Linked DNA regions of Mus musculus: region 1 is linked to region 2. A link is a contact called in public HiChIP or PLAC-seq data. All regions are on one chromosome and are shown on one strand. Each heading gives the region's core, a stretch centred on a gene start, on an enhancer-like site or on the middle of the called end of the contact. The rest is flanking DNA. Distances are from core to core; before and after follow the strand shown. Region 1 has its middle 39 kb from the start of 2010308F09Rik. Region 2 holds the start of Usp9x (ubiquitin specific peptidase 9, X chromosome).

Region 1 (6,443 bases), core at 2,528-5,027, 140 kb before region 2:
TGGGGTAGTCTCTCGATAGTCCATCCTTTTGTCTTAGCTCCAAACTTTGTCTCTGCAACTCCTTCCATGGATATTTTATTCTGTATTCTAGGGAGGAATGAAGTATCCACGCCTTGGTCTTCCTTCTTGATTTTCTTGATTGATAATTCTGCCATGTTCGTTTCCTGGAAGTCAGGGTCAGCTTGTGTAAAGTTGTTAAACAACATCCTAAATGTGAAATGTCAACCCTCATCCTAAGCTACTTCCCCCTTTTCAAAGCATTGAATGAAGACTTCATTGGGTTTTATAGTGGCTTTCTGATTTTGGTAGTCTATACAAGAAGGGAGTTTGAAAGTTCTTGTATATCGTTAATTGTCTGCCCATGTCCTGCCTGAAATACCATGATTGTTTATGAAAAGTATCTTTAATAAAGCTGGTTACAGTTAGAAAAAAAAATACATTGTCTCTTTTGACAACTTATAGAAATACCTGAAAAATCCCCAAGTGTGGTAGTGTGTGTGTGTGTGTGTGTGTGTGTGTGTGTGTGTGTGTGTGTGTGTGTGATCTCAGCACTCAGGAGGTTGAAGCAGGACAGTCACTAGCCCCAGGCCAACCTGGGCTAAGCAGCAAGATCTTTCAAGAAAAAAAATGATGTTGGAAAGATGGCTCTGCAGTAAAGGCGCTTGCTACTAAGTCTGCCGATCTCAGCTCAGTCTCCAGGCCCCAGATGCTAAAAGGGGAGAATCAACTCTCAAAAGCTGTCCCCTGTGGCACTCATAAAGGGAATCTGTTTGTTTGCTTTTGGTTTTTCCAGACAGGGTTTCTCTGTGTAGCCCTGGCTGTCCTGGAACTAACTCTCTAGACCAGGCTGTCCTTGAACTCAGAAATCTACCTGCCTCTGCCTCCTGAGTGCTGGGCCTAAAGACATGTGGCAATAAATGTAATTTTTGAAAAGAGAGAGGGTAAAACTGTTCCTCCAAATGAAAGGAAATGAGAATTAAAAAGAAAGAACAAAAGTTAAGTGTAAGCACACTGATGGGGCAGAAGGCTTGCCACAAGTTCAAGGTCAGCCAGGACTACAAGCAGGGTGGGGGGAGAACGAATTTCATCACAAAGTCAGCTGCTATTTTATCTATTGCATTGTTGAGTTCTGCCGTGTAAGACCTCTCCAAGGTAAAGAGCAAGCACACACACCTCTCTACTTACCCTAGACAGAGAACCCGTGACAGACCAATGTACTGATTGCACCAAAGTCCAGCTTGATGAACTACTGAAAATCATAGTTTTACTGGGGTTTTTAACAAGTGTATGGCAAGGGGTTACTTACAGGAGCAGGGGTGACTACAAAGCAGATGCATTCCATAAGAACCCATCCAAACACCAGTGACAAATCCTGAACCCTGAAGTCCTCTGCTTAACTGGACAGATGGACAATTGGACAGGTCTGAGAGATCTCCTTTTGGCAGCTGGTCAGTTTCCTCCCCCAGTGATTGTTGGCTGCTTCTAGCCGAAGAAAGAGAGCCTTTTAGAACCTTACATGGTTCAGGATTCAGCATGTGACGTCAGCATTTCAACTCTGTCTCCTAGGCCTCTAGGAGGGAATGTTTCCCAACCCTTTCTGATAGTTTAAGTTTTGTTTGTTTAATGTTTATGCGTATGAGTGTTTTGCGGGCATGTATGTCACCTTGTGTGTAGCTGACACCATTGGATTCCCTAAAACTGGAGTTAAAGGTGCCACATGGACCCCGAGAATCAAACCTGGATCCTCTGCAAGAGCAGGTAGTGTTCTTGCCTGCTGCACCCTTGATGAACCATCCTGCCTCCATCGTATTTATGGCTAAAACTGTTTCTCAAGGATTGGGCTATGCCCCACTTGTAACCTTTCCTTCAAATGGTTCTATACTGCTTGTTCCAGGAAACAGCAACTGTGCCTTTGTTCCAAAAAGTTATGACCATGTGACAACCCTATTTTTTTGTTTCAAAAGGTTATTATGACCACCTTGCAACCATGTCCTTGTTTCAAAAGTTGTTAAGACCAATTTCTTTTTTTTTTTTTAAGATTTATTTATTTATTTATTTATTTATTTATTTATTTATTTATTATATGTAAGTTACACTGTAGCTGTCTTCAGACATTCCAGAAGAGGGAGTCAGATCTCGTTATGGATGGTTGTGAGCCACCATGTGGTTGCTGGGATTTGAACTCTGGACCTTTGGAAGAGCAGTCGGGTGCTCTTACCCACTGAGCCATCTCACCAGCCCAAGACCAATTTCTTATGCTCTGCTCTGCTTCTGTAACCCTGCCTGTTTGCCTGTCGTATCCCCCATTTGGAAAGCCCCTACCCCTAAGCTATAAAAACATTATCTCCCTCACATCCAAGGCTGACTCCTTGAATTCCACCTTAGAGGAGGCAACCCATGTATACACATGAATTAAAAAAAAAAAAAAAGAGCTTGCAGGTTTGCAGTGGACTATGGTGGCCCCCACCTTTAATACTAGCACCCCGGTGGCAGAGACAGACAGCTCTCTGAGTTCGAGGCCAGCCTGGTCTACAGAGTGAGTTCAAAGACAGTCAGGACTGTTACAGAGAAAAACTCTTGTGTGAGTGGAGGCGGGGGTAGGGCAGGGGGTAAGCTTGCTTTAATTAATTTGACCATGATGATTTGGGCTGGTGCTCTCTATTCAAATCCTTGATGTCAACACCATTCCCACAGCCCTCTTTTCTTTGAATCTTTTGAGATGAGGTCTCACTGTGGCTGGGTGATTTGCCTCCATGTCTGTGTGCCACCTGCATGCAGATCTTGAGGAGGTCAGAAGAGGGCAGTGGATCCCCTGGAACTGGAGTTACAGATAATTGGGAGCCCACCATATGGGGACCAGGAATTGAACCCATGTCCTTTGGAGGAGCCATTAGTACTGTAAAGCACTGAGGCATCTCTCTCAGTCTCATAACTAATAGCTGGGATAACTTTTCACAGACCCTCTTTTGGCTCTGAATACTTGAAACACTGTTTCTCTTCCACCACCTACTTTCCAACTGCTGTGGCTCAGGGTGGCGTTACCAGGTGGGCAGGCAGATTATTCCTGGAAAGCATTCCTGTCCTAAGATGGCCAGTAATTCCTATATATGGAAATATAATGGTCCATTAAAGTCATTCCAACTGTATCGCCAACTCGAGTTCTCAGGATCCAGAAGTCCCTTAGCCTGTGGGAATGGGACAAAGGGAGAGTCATAGTGGGGGAGATAGCAGAGTTCTGTTTTTAAACTGGGATAGTTCAGGCTGGCATAGAACTCACAGGGAATCCCCTGTCTGTGCCCCTGTAGTGGCAGGATTACAGATATACACCAGCCACCACTTAACCAATTAAGCTCATATCATCCCCTTTCTCCAATTTTACACACATGTATGGTATGACAGTTACGTTCATTTTGGGGGATTCCAGCAAACAAGGAGCCCGATGCTTGAGCCTTAGTTCCGGCTTCGTGCTCTGGATATGTAAAAGGGTTAGGTGCTTTTTGAGTTCTGATTAACAAAGGGCAAAAAAATCGGGGGTTGGGGGACGCAGCAGAATCTAAGATGTCGTGGGTACAAAGCACTTGGATCTGCGCAACCGCCACAGTTCCCTTCCCCCACTTCCCAAGCCATTGAGCAGACGTCTCCAACCCCTCGTGGTTCATGCCACCCTGCGGCCACTAGAGGGCAGCAGAGCCTAACGTCAAGCGAGGTCTGGCACAAGAGCTGGTTTTCCAAGGGGATTTCCGAACCACACTCCCTTAGACTTCCGGTGACACCACCCATCTTTGGCAACAAAAAGTGTGCCGGCTTGGCCAGGCAGAGAGCCGCGGAGTCCTGACAGATGCTGTTCTGTTAAAGATCAGGTTGCTGGAACAGTGTGGCTTCCTCGCCACCCCTATGGACAAAGGTCCACGTGGCTGTGGGGCCAGGCCCTTAAAGGAAGTAGCACAGAGCTGGCAGGTGTCACAGCCTCTGTGTATCCATAACTAATCCTCGTCACCACTGAACCCACACAGAAACATTGTGAGACCAGAGACTCCTATGGAGATCAGGAAGAGACCCTTGCCCCAGGCCTTTGGTAGGGACTCTTAACAGAAGTAAGACCCCAGGGCGAACAAGTTGCTGTTGGCTGGGACAGGGGAGCTGCGTGAGTAGATGATGTGGGGTCAGGGCTGGAGGCATCTTACTTGTGACCAGGTGGGACCACGCCCCAGGGTGGGCACACCATCCCAGACTGCAGGTCCGATACTTCTGCCAACAGCTGGTTTCTGTGGCCGGTACTGGTTGTGGCCCAGCCTGCCTTCAGCGCCTCAGGGCCAGCAGCTTTATGATCACCAGCTGCCAAATGCCACGGGCATACCATTTAAAAGCCAGCCCCCCCCCCCCATCGCGGCCTACTCTTTCACCCTGTCTCTCTGTCTCTTGTTGTCTGGGCTAGCCCATCTCTTCCCACCCAAATAAATTCCTTTCGGGAGATCTATTGTATGATGGTATGATGGTGTAATCTTTGGGACACACTTTAGTAACCCCAACCCGCCAAGGGATTCTGCTGGTTAACCCTTACTCTGGTGATACGGGATCTAATGGGGACTCTTCGGCCATGCACTCTGCAACTGAGACACAGCCCCAGCTCTCTGAGCTGGATTATTTTGTTGTTGTTGTTGTTACTGTTTTTATTTTTATTTGTGTATGTGGGCACATAAGTACTATGTCCTAAGAGGCCACAGTCATTGTTACCCCTAGATCTAGAGTTATGCTAGTCTCCCCTCACCAAAATGTGCATTTTAAAGGTGGTTACAGGACAGTTCCAGAGATGGCTTGGTGACCTGTTAAGAGCACTGGCTGCTCTTCCAGAGAACCCGGGTTCCATTCCCAGCCCCCACATAACTACTCAAAACCGGCTGTAACTCTAGTCTTAGGGGATCCCATGTCCTCTTCTAACTCCAAGGCCATAGACACAAATGAAACATTCTTACCAAAGAAAAAAGTCATCTAAAAACAAACAAACAAACCCAAAGACTCCTGGGGTGGCAATCCTGTAATCTGTTGTTTGTGGTGCTGTTTGGTTGTGTTTTTCTCTTTTACAGGGTAGGAATGTGGGCCCTTCCCCCAGCCTTGAGTTGGCTAAACAAGTCGCCACCGCTGGAGCCAGGCGTCCTGCCCAAGCGGAAAGAGACTGCCCGCCCGCTGAGCTGCTGAGAGCTTCCTTTGCAACTCAAACCCAGCTGAAACAAAGGGGCTCCGTTTTGTGGTTTTGCCTATAGAAATGCAGAGCTGAAAAATTACAATTTGAGCCATGGTCAGAGAAACTTTGTCTTGGTTTGTTATTTCTCTCCTCCCACTTCTCTCCCATCCTAATTCCATTCCCAGCCCTCCTTCCAGGAATGCCTGGTTCTCCAAGGCCACTGGACGTGTAATCCAGACCTTTCAGGAGCAAACAGTCTCCCACAGCCCAGCTAGAGTCATTTCTTTCTTTCTTTCTTTCTTTCTTTCTTTCTTTCTTTCTTTCTTTAATTTATTTATTTATTTATTTATTTATTTATTTATTTATTTATTTATTAGGTTTTGAGTTTTGTTCTTTGTTCTGTATTGTTGTTGTCTGGTTTTGTTTTGGAGACAGGGAATCAAGTAGCCCAAGATGGCCTTGAACTCATTCCAGTCCTCTTCCCTCCACATCTCAAATTCTGAAATTACACACGTATCACACCACTCTCTCTTTCTCTTTCATCTCTCCTTCTCTCTGTGTCTCTCTGTCTGTGTGTGTCTCTCTCTCCGTGTGTGTGTGTGTGTGTGTGTGTGTGTGTCTGTGCCACAACAATCAATAAAGTTGGTCTGTTTTCTTGTAGGAGCATACATAAACTAATCCACCCCCAGGTATGTTTGTTACCGAATTTCCAGTTGCTTACCCAGAGACACTGCAGGCCTGGTGGCAGGGGGCAGGTCTGAAAGGCTGCCCTTTTGTAAAAGAAATCTTCAAGTATCTGAATCCATAATGAAAATAGCAAAGGGAGAGGGGGTCTGACCTCTGGTACTGACACAAAGGAGCACAGGTGGTACTTTTCTGAAGACCCCATGGGCATCCCAAGGCAACCCTGGCCTTCACTTGCCCTGGAAACCAAACCCCTAGCCCTGCCTGCCAGGCCTTCACTTTCTCTCTCTAACTCTGGATAGTAGTCCAAGAAGAAATACAGCTGCTTTTATTCCTTTTTATTGTTATTTATCTATTTTGTTTTGTTTGAAACAGAATCTCATTTGCCCAAGCCAGCTTGGAAGTATGGAGCCCAGACTGGCCATGGCCTAATTCTTCATGGGTCGGACTACAGGCCTGTGCTACCCAGTCGGTTTTCTCACTCTAGCTCCCCCTCCCTCCTTCTGTCCCCTGCATCTCTTGAGACACCCCCCTCCCTTCTCTCTTTCCACTGCTTAGGGTGGAACTCAGGCTCTTG
Region 2 (6,690 bases), core at 1,910-4,409:
AACTTGTATTCTCTGCAGGAACTCTAATCGTAACTACTGAGCCGGTTTTCCAGCCCCAGACATCACTATATAGTTCAAGTAATTTCCTCTCACCTGCTTTAAACAAAGACTGGTTCCAATAATAAAATTCTAGAAATATAAAAACTTTAAAAATCCATCCATTAAATAGAAAAAAATAAACGAATATTATGTTTTCATGTGTCTAACTCATCAATAACTAAATGACTGGCATATGACAAACATCTGTAAGTAGCTTTAATTATAATTATGTCAAAAAAGAAATTGAAGAGACACCACTAAATTGCTCTTCTAGAGAGTATCAGGAAATGTATTTCAAGATGCTAAAAGACAAAAGACCCAAGGTAAATCCTACTGGATGGAGCATTCCACTGATAGGCAGGAAATGAAGGGATCCCCAGGAAATGCTCCATGATTTAAGGAGGAAATCTCTTCAAAGTTACTTTCAGAAAAATTTTAAAAAAACCTAAGATTTCTTGTCCATGCTGTTCTGGTCCTTAACCCTTCCAGATAGTCCCTTCGATTCTACCAAGGTCAGCAAACAAAAGGAAGCAACAGCAGAACAGTAAGATGACGGCATACTTCTGTAGGGGGTGGGAGGGGTAAGAAAAAGCATGAAGACATTCATATAGCTCAAAAGACAGACTTTTTAGTAAGAGAAAACAAAACATACTTTTGCTTCTTATTTTCACACTTGAAACATTAAATTCCAAATACTTCTGGCTTTCATTCTACCCAAACACTGGAACAATAAAGTATAAAGGGTTAAAGTCACAAGTATGACAAAGCAAGTAAGTTTAAACATTGCAAAAATAAATGTTGCTATGTCTGTATACTTAATACCTAAATCTTCTAAGAATTGAAAGACATTTTGCTGAAGCCAAAATGGCAGCCTGATGATTTAGTAGACTAGAAGGATCTAAAGAAGAGTTTGTAGTATCTATTTTTAATTAAGCTCAAGTGTCAAACCTAGTCATGGTTAACCAATCCTTATAATAAATGAAGCGAATGAGCTCTTTTATTACTGGCTACAGAGTTCCCACGTAAGTACACCCAAAATAATTCTTCATAAGTCAAATTATACAAAAAAAGAGAGATGCAAGGCTGGTGGGTTTTAAGGTTAAAAAAAAATTATTTCGAGTGCCTCTCCTACTAACAGAAACAAAAATATTACCAAAACCCCACAATTCCTTCATTTACAATCAACGACCCTCTGTGGCAATTACACACACCTGTAAACTGTGGCTGTGAAAATTCAATTAACGGTGTTAACTACAGAACTTTCAAAATAATTTAAGCACGTCGTATCTAAAAATCTTATCTTCCAGTCTCTGAAGAAATCCAAACAGAAACAAAACCCCCAGCTTCGCACCTGTTTAACTTAAATATTTCACAATGAATGAAAAACAAGCCATTTATCAAGCCTGCAGCCTCACATCACCAGCATCTCAAGGTTTTATCAGTTACAAACTTGCACATACTAGTATTTCCTTTCTTCGTCTTCGTTTTTTCCTCCTCCTTCAGGAACAGCTAAAAATACAAAGGTGGTCGGTCTACTGTCGCTTGGAAGCGATTTCGGCATCAAAACATCCTTCCGGGCCTTTGGCCCACCGTGAGCAGCCGGAGGGGGCGAGGGAGGTGTGGGGGAGCGATAACCGGCTCGGCCTTCTCAGGGCACTGGGCCGCTGAGCGACTGCGGGTTATCGCGGGAGGGCGGCGAGGAGGCCAACTCGTCCGCGGGCCTGATAGCCAGGCGTCGCCGGGGCCTAGCGCTCCCGCTCCAAATCACTCCACCTCAGTAATGGCGTTCGGTGTCAAGTGGAACAGGCCGAGGGCGTCCGCCGCCGGGTTAAGGGGCGCGCGAACCAACCGTCCCCGCCCCCGCCCGCGCCGTGCCCGCGCCCCCGCGCGCTCCCGACCGACCTCCCGCGCGGGTGGAGGGGCGGCACGGCGCGCCGGAGTCTCCATCCTCCTCCTTCTCCTCCTCCTCCTCCTCTCCACTCCCGTCAGGCAGGGAAGGGGGAGGAAGGGGGAGGGCCGGAGCCGTCAGCCATTTTCCCTGCCAGTCCAAAACACACACGCACACACAGCGCCACGCTCACTCACGGACACGGACACACGCTCGCGGGACGCCGGCCGCGCGCACCACGGAGGCTCGCGCGCGCCCGCGACGGCCGGGGCTCGGGGCGACCCCCAACCCCGGCAGCCAGGCCCCCAAGGGAGGACCGCTTACGCACACACACCCCCTCGCGCCGTCCTCCCCAGCCCTCCAGCCAGCCGGAGGCCCTGGGCGCCGCCGGGCTCGGTACTCACCAAACACAACCCGGGAGTCTCCTACGAAGCGGGCCACGCGGAGGCGGGAGACGAGATGCAAAAGCTCGATCCCGGGACCGGGCCTAACCTGGGAGCATCCCAAGCCGGGGGCTGGCGAGGGACAAAAATATGAGAGGCTGCGGATGGCGGGCGGGCTCGCGACGCGCGACGCGTACCGACCAGGGGTCTGGCCCTCACCCTGGCCGCCCTAGGGCAGCGGTGACCACGGCCGCCGCCTCCCTCTCGGCCGGCCGCAGCCCTCTTCCCCCTTCTCCCCTCAGGCTCGGGCGCTGAGCTCAGACAAGCTCCGGGCGGTGCGTTTCTCCTGCGTCACCTCCTCCTGCTCCTCCTCCTGCAGCGGCAGTTTCACCTTCCCCTAGTCGCCGCCTCTGTCCCCCCACTCCAGGCCTGCTCGCTTAGCTACCGCTCCTGTCCTCACTCCCGTCACCCACCCCAAGCCCTGGGGCGGTAAAGGCGGCCGCCTCCCTGGAGGGCGAGGCGGCGGCGGCCGACTCCCGCGAGGCCTGGGAGCCGGTGCAGGCAGGGAGGGGGTTCGCTGGGACAGGGAGGAGGGCCCCAATGGGCCGTTTACCGAGAGCTTGCGGCTCCGCCACCGGCGGACTCTAGCTTCCGCAGCCTTGGGTACCACAGCCTCGTCAATATGGCGAACCCAACAAATCAAGAAAGAAAAGAAAAGACAGAAAGAAAAAGAAAGAAAACCCGCACGGCCGGTGGTGGTGGCGGTGGCGGTGGCAGTGTCGGAGGCGGCGGCGACGGCGGCAGCAACAGCAGCGGCAGCGCAGACTCCCACTAGTCTCAGCACCGCCCAAGGCTCAGCGCTTCTCCGCCCCCATCAGGGCCCTCCCCCTCCAAGCCCCGCCCTCAGCGCCCGGCCCGGCCCCTCCCCTTGCCCAGCCCCCCTCTGGGCCAGCTGCCCCCTCTCCCTGTCCACCTCAGGCTGTTGAGGGAAAGAAAGGAAGAGCGCTGTGGGCCACTAGGGGGCCCAGACAAGGCCCCGTCGCCTGGAACACTGCGAGCTGGGTGGGGGAGGGGAAGACAATGCTAGGGAAAGATCGTACCATCGCTTCCGGACGGCCACTGCAGGGGGTCATGCGAGGGAGCCAGAGACCCTTACAAACCGTAGGGGACCGAACCGAGAGCTGACGAAGGACTCGGACCACTCCAAAGAGGAGGGTGGAGTGGGGGGAAGGGAGAGATCCGGCATGCGGCCTGGGCAAAGGGACTGACTGTCGGGAATGGCAGGGATGTGGACAGGAAAGGGTTAATAAGCACGCAAGCTGCAGCCGCGTCGCTAGTTTGACTAGGGCTGCTTGTTTTTGTTCCATTGTGAACCATGGCCCCACCATCCAGTGCCCGGATGGTGACGTCACCGGCCTCCCCCTTTTCCGGGATGGTTCGGAGGATTGGTTGGGGAGTGGGGGGGGGGGGTGACGGAAAGACTAGATTCCTGGGTCCCGGTGCTAGGCGTTTGCACCCGCCTTGCTTGAGGGTCTCGACTGCGCAGCTGACCCATGTCACGTGACACGAGGATAGGACAAGCCACAGAGCAGTGGTGCCAGGTCCTGAGGGTTTGGCCACCTGCACCCAGCCGATAGGGGGAAGGTGTGGCTTGAACTCCAGAGCGGGGTCGCGGGGGGTGGGGGGAGCTGCTTCCCACTCCACTTTGAGGGAGGCGCTTTAAGCAGCTCATTCACACGATCCTGCAGCATCAGTACCTAAAAGCATTTCGTCAGTCTTAAAGGCATAGTGACTGGGACTGAGAACATTTTGGACACCGGAATCCTTACAACAGTAAAGACAAAAAATTATACACCGTCCTAGACACCTTAGCTACTCAGTAATACTAAATGTAGCAAAATGAACTTCTATTGCCATATCATCAACACCATTCAGTGTGAGAACCTGGGAGGGACTTATGAACCCATCCGCTATGTCAGGGACTATTTTCTGCATATTGAGACTCCGAACTATAAGCTGCGGAGGAAGAACTTAACAGAGCAATCTCAAACGTTGTAGGTTTGAAACGATTCTATAATTTACCTAAAATTCACAAATGAAGAGAAAATGAATACAATTACTGATCGATATTTCATTTTGACTTAAAAATGCCTGTTGGCAGCAAATCTTTAAAAATCATTATAAAATACTATAAAGTTAATTACATTTCATATAGAATAGATGAACTTATGCTATAAGCAGTCATTTCTTTAAAAAATTTTTTTCTATTTATTTCATGTATGTGAGTACACTGTACCTGTCTTCAGACACAGCAGAAGAAGAAATTGGAACCCATTACAGATGGCTGTGAGCCACGGTGTGGTTGCTGGGGATTGAACTCAGGAGCTTTGGAAGAGCAATCAGTGCTCTTAACCGCTGAGCCATCTCTCCAGCCCAACACAGTCATTTCTAATAAAGGAATATTAAATGGAATCCCAAAGAATTTAGGGGACAGCATGTTGCCGGTGTAATTTTTTGAAACCATTTCTCTATACAGCACAAGACTGTTTTCACCACAAAACTAATAGCTTACCCTAAACACATTATTTATAGTCCTTATAACTCTTACCACATGCAATCTTATTTATATAATTACTTCCGTGCATGCTTTCCCTTGCTTATGGAGCCTCCAGAGAGAGCCTACCAACCATGTAACACTCTTAATTTGCTAAGTACATGGTATGGTGGGTTTATTTAATCCTCAGAACCCTCTGAAACAGACGGATAGGTATTTCTAGCCTTGACTTTAGATAGGAAAACAAAACGGTTAAATCATCAGTTTAAGATCAACAAGCCTGGTAAGCACATGTAGCTCTTTTAGCCATATCTAAAGTGCATCCTTAACAGAAATGTCCACAGTAGCCAATTCTATTCAGCATTATACTTGAGGTTCTAGTCAGAGAAGGAGAAGAAATGAAAGATACCCAGATAAGAAAGGAACAATTAAAACTTTCCTCACAAATAACATAATCTTACTCAGGGAAAACCTTAGGTAACCCAATATAAAAAAAAAAAACAATAAAACTAATACATGATTTTTAACAAGACTAAGGCTAGAGATTTGTCTACCTCCATTCATCCTCTCACAAAAAAGCTATCACATTATACCCTATAAATATGATTACTATGTGTCAATTTAAAATAACAATCTAACTCTTTTTAGACAACCTACAGAATGTTTTTTAAAGTCTCTGTAAATCATTTATCTAATAAGGAATTAACATCCACAATATTAACTTCAACTCAACAAACAGCAAAACAAAACCCTTCAATAAAGAAGTAAGCAAAAGGGTGACTTCTAGGACATCCAGGACTACACAGAAAAACTCTGCCCAAAGTACCAGCAAAACCAAAAATAAAACAAAACAAAAAAGCAAAAGAGGCTGGTGAGATGGCTCAGTAGGTAAAGGTGCTTGCTATGAAGCCTGACAACCTGAGTTTGATCCTTGGAGCCCACATGGTGGAAGAAGTAAATAGGCTCCTTCAAGTTGTCCTCTGAACTCTTGTAATGCATGTATGCATGCACACGTGCGCGCGCGCGCGCACACACACACACACACACACACACACACACTTTTTAAAATGTAAAAACTAAGCAAAGGGAAATGGGTAGAAGGCAGTTACAGTTGTCTGTTATCCCAGCACAGCAGAGGCAAAGGCAGAGGCCGAGGCCAGAGAGGCAGAGAGGCAGAGAGGCAGAGTCAGAGGCAGGACAATGTTCTGTTTAAGTCCAGCCTGGGTTATACAGTCAAACTCTATCTCAAAAAGGTAAAATTAAAATTTAAAAATGAAAATAGGCAAAGGATTTGAACACACACTCATCAAATATGTGAATGGCCAGTAAATACATGAAAAAATAAATACCTAACATGTCCATTCATTAGAGAAATGCAAATCAAAACCATGTGAGATAACACTTCATAGTCATTAGAAATACTATTGCAGAAAAAGCAAGCTATCTAGCAAGGAGATAATGATTGCCAAGATGCAGAAAATTTGAAATTCTACATTGCTGGTGGAGCTGCTACTGAAAGCCATAAGGCAGATCTTCAAAAAAAGAGAAAAAAAAAACCCCAAACATAACATTACTAATTCTACTTCTAGATAAAGCTCAAAGAACTGAAAGCAGGGACCCAAACAATTGCTTGTATACCAAAGTTCATAGTCACAATAGCCAAATGTGGGAACCACCCAAATGCTGAGTAGATGAATGGATAAACAAAATGTGGGAGATACATATAATGAAAAAGGAATAAGTCTCTGACAGACACTAGAATATGCATGTACCTTGGAAACATACTGAGTAAAATAAGCCGGACGGACACAAAAGCTCCCATGTGA

The links. HiChIP or PLAC-seq counts read pairs in DNA pulled down with a chosen protein or histone mark.
Region 1: a contact with region 2 is called in an H3K27ac HiChIP or PLAC-seq map of epiblast stem cells. The contact joins the enhancer-like site here to the promoter of Usp9x in region 2. A contact is called at or near these places in 10 of 484 Hi-C or Micro-C datasets (CD4 T cells, the HL-1 cell line, the N1E-115 cell line and 3 more), 9 of 115 datasets of contacts at active chromatin or transcription factors (the SCID.adh cell line, effector CD8 T cells, embryonic stem cells and 3 more) and 4 of 9 other capture datasets (adipose tissue, embryonic stem cells, liver and 1 more).

Annotation. Positions count from the first base shown.
Region 1 is chrX:13,205,450-13,211,892 of GRCm38.p6, reverse strand. No RefSeq gene overlaps it. Among named protein-coding and RNA genes, the nearest start is that of 2010308F09Rik, 39 kb to the left of the region's middle. Within about 2 kb of position 3,777, at least 154 of the 459 cell types and tissues checked have an H3K27ac peak or open chromatin away from gene starts, as enhancers often do. A contact at or near this core is called in the HL-1 cell line, the N1E-115 cell line, the SCID.adh cell line and 6 more, where this site is marked.
Region 2 is chrX:13,067,967-13,074,656 of GRCm38.p6, reverse strand. Usp9x (ubiquitin specific peptidase 9, X chromosome) reads right to left here and starts at 3,159. Exons shown (of 45, transcript NM_009481.2): 1 at 2,924-3,159.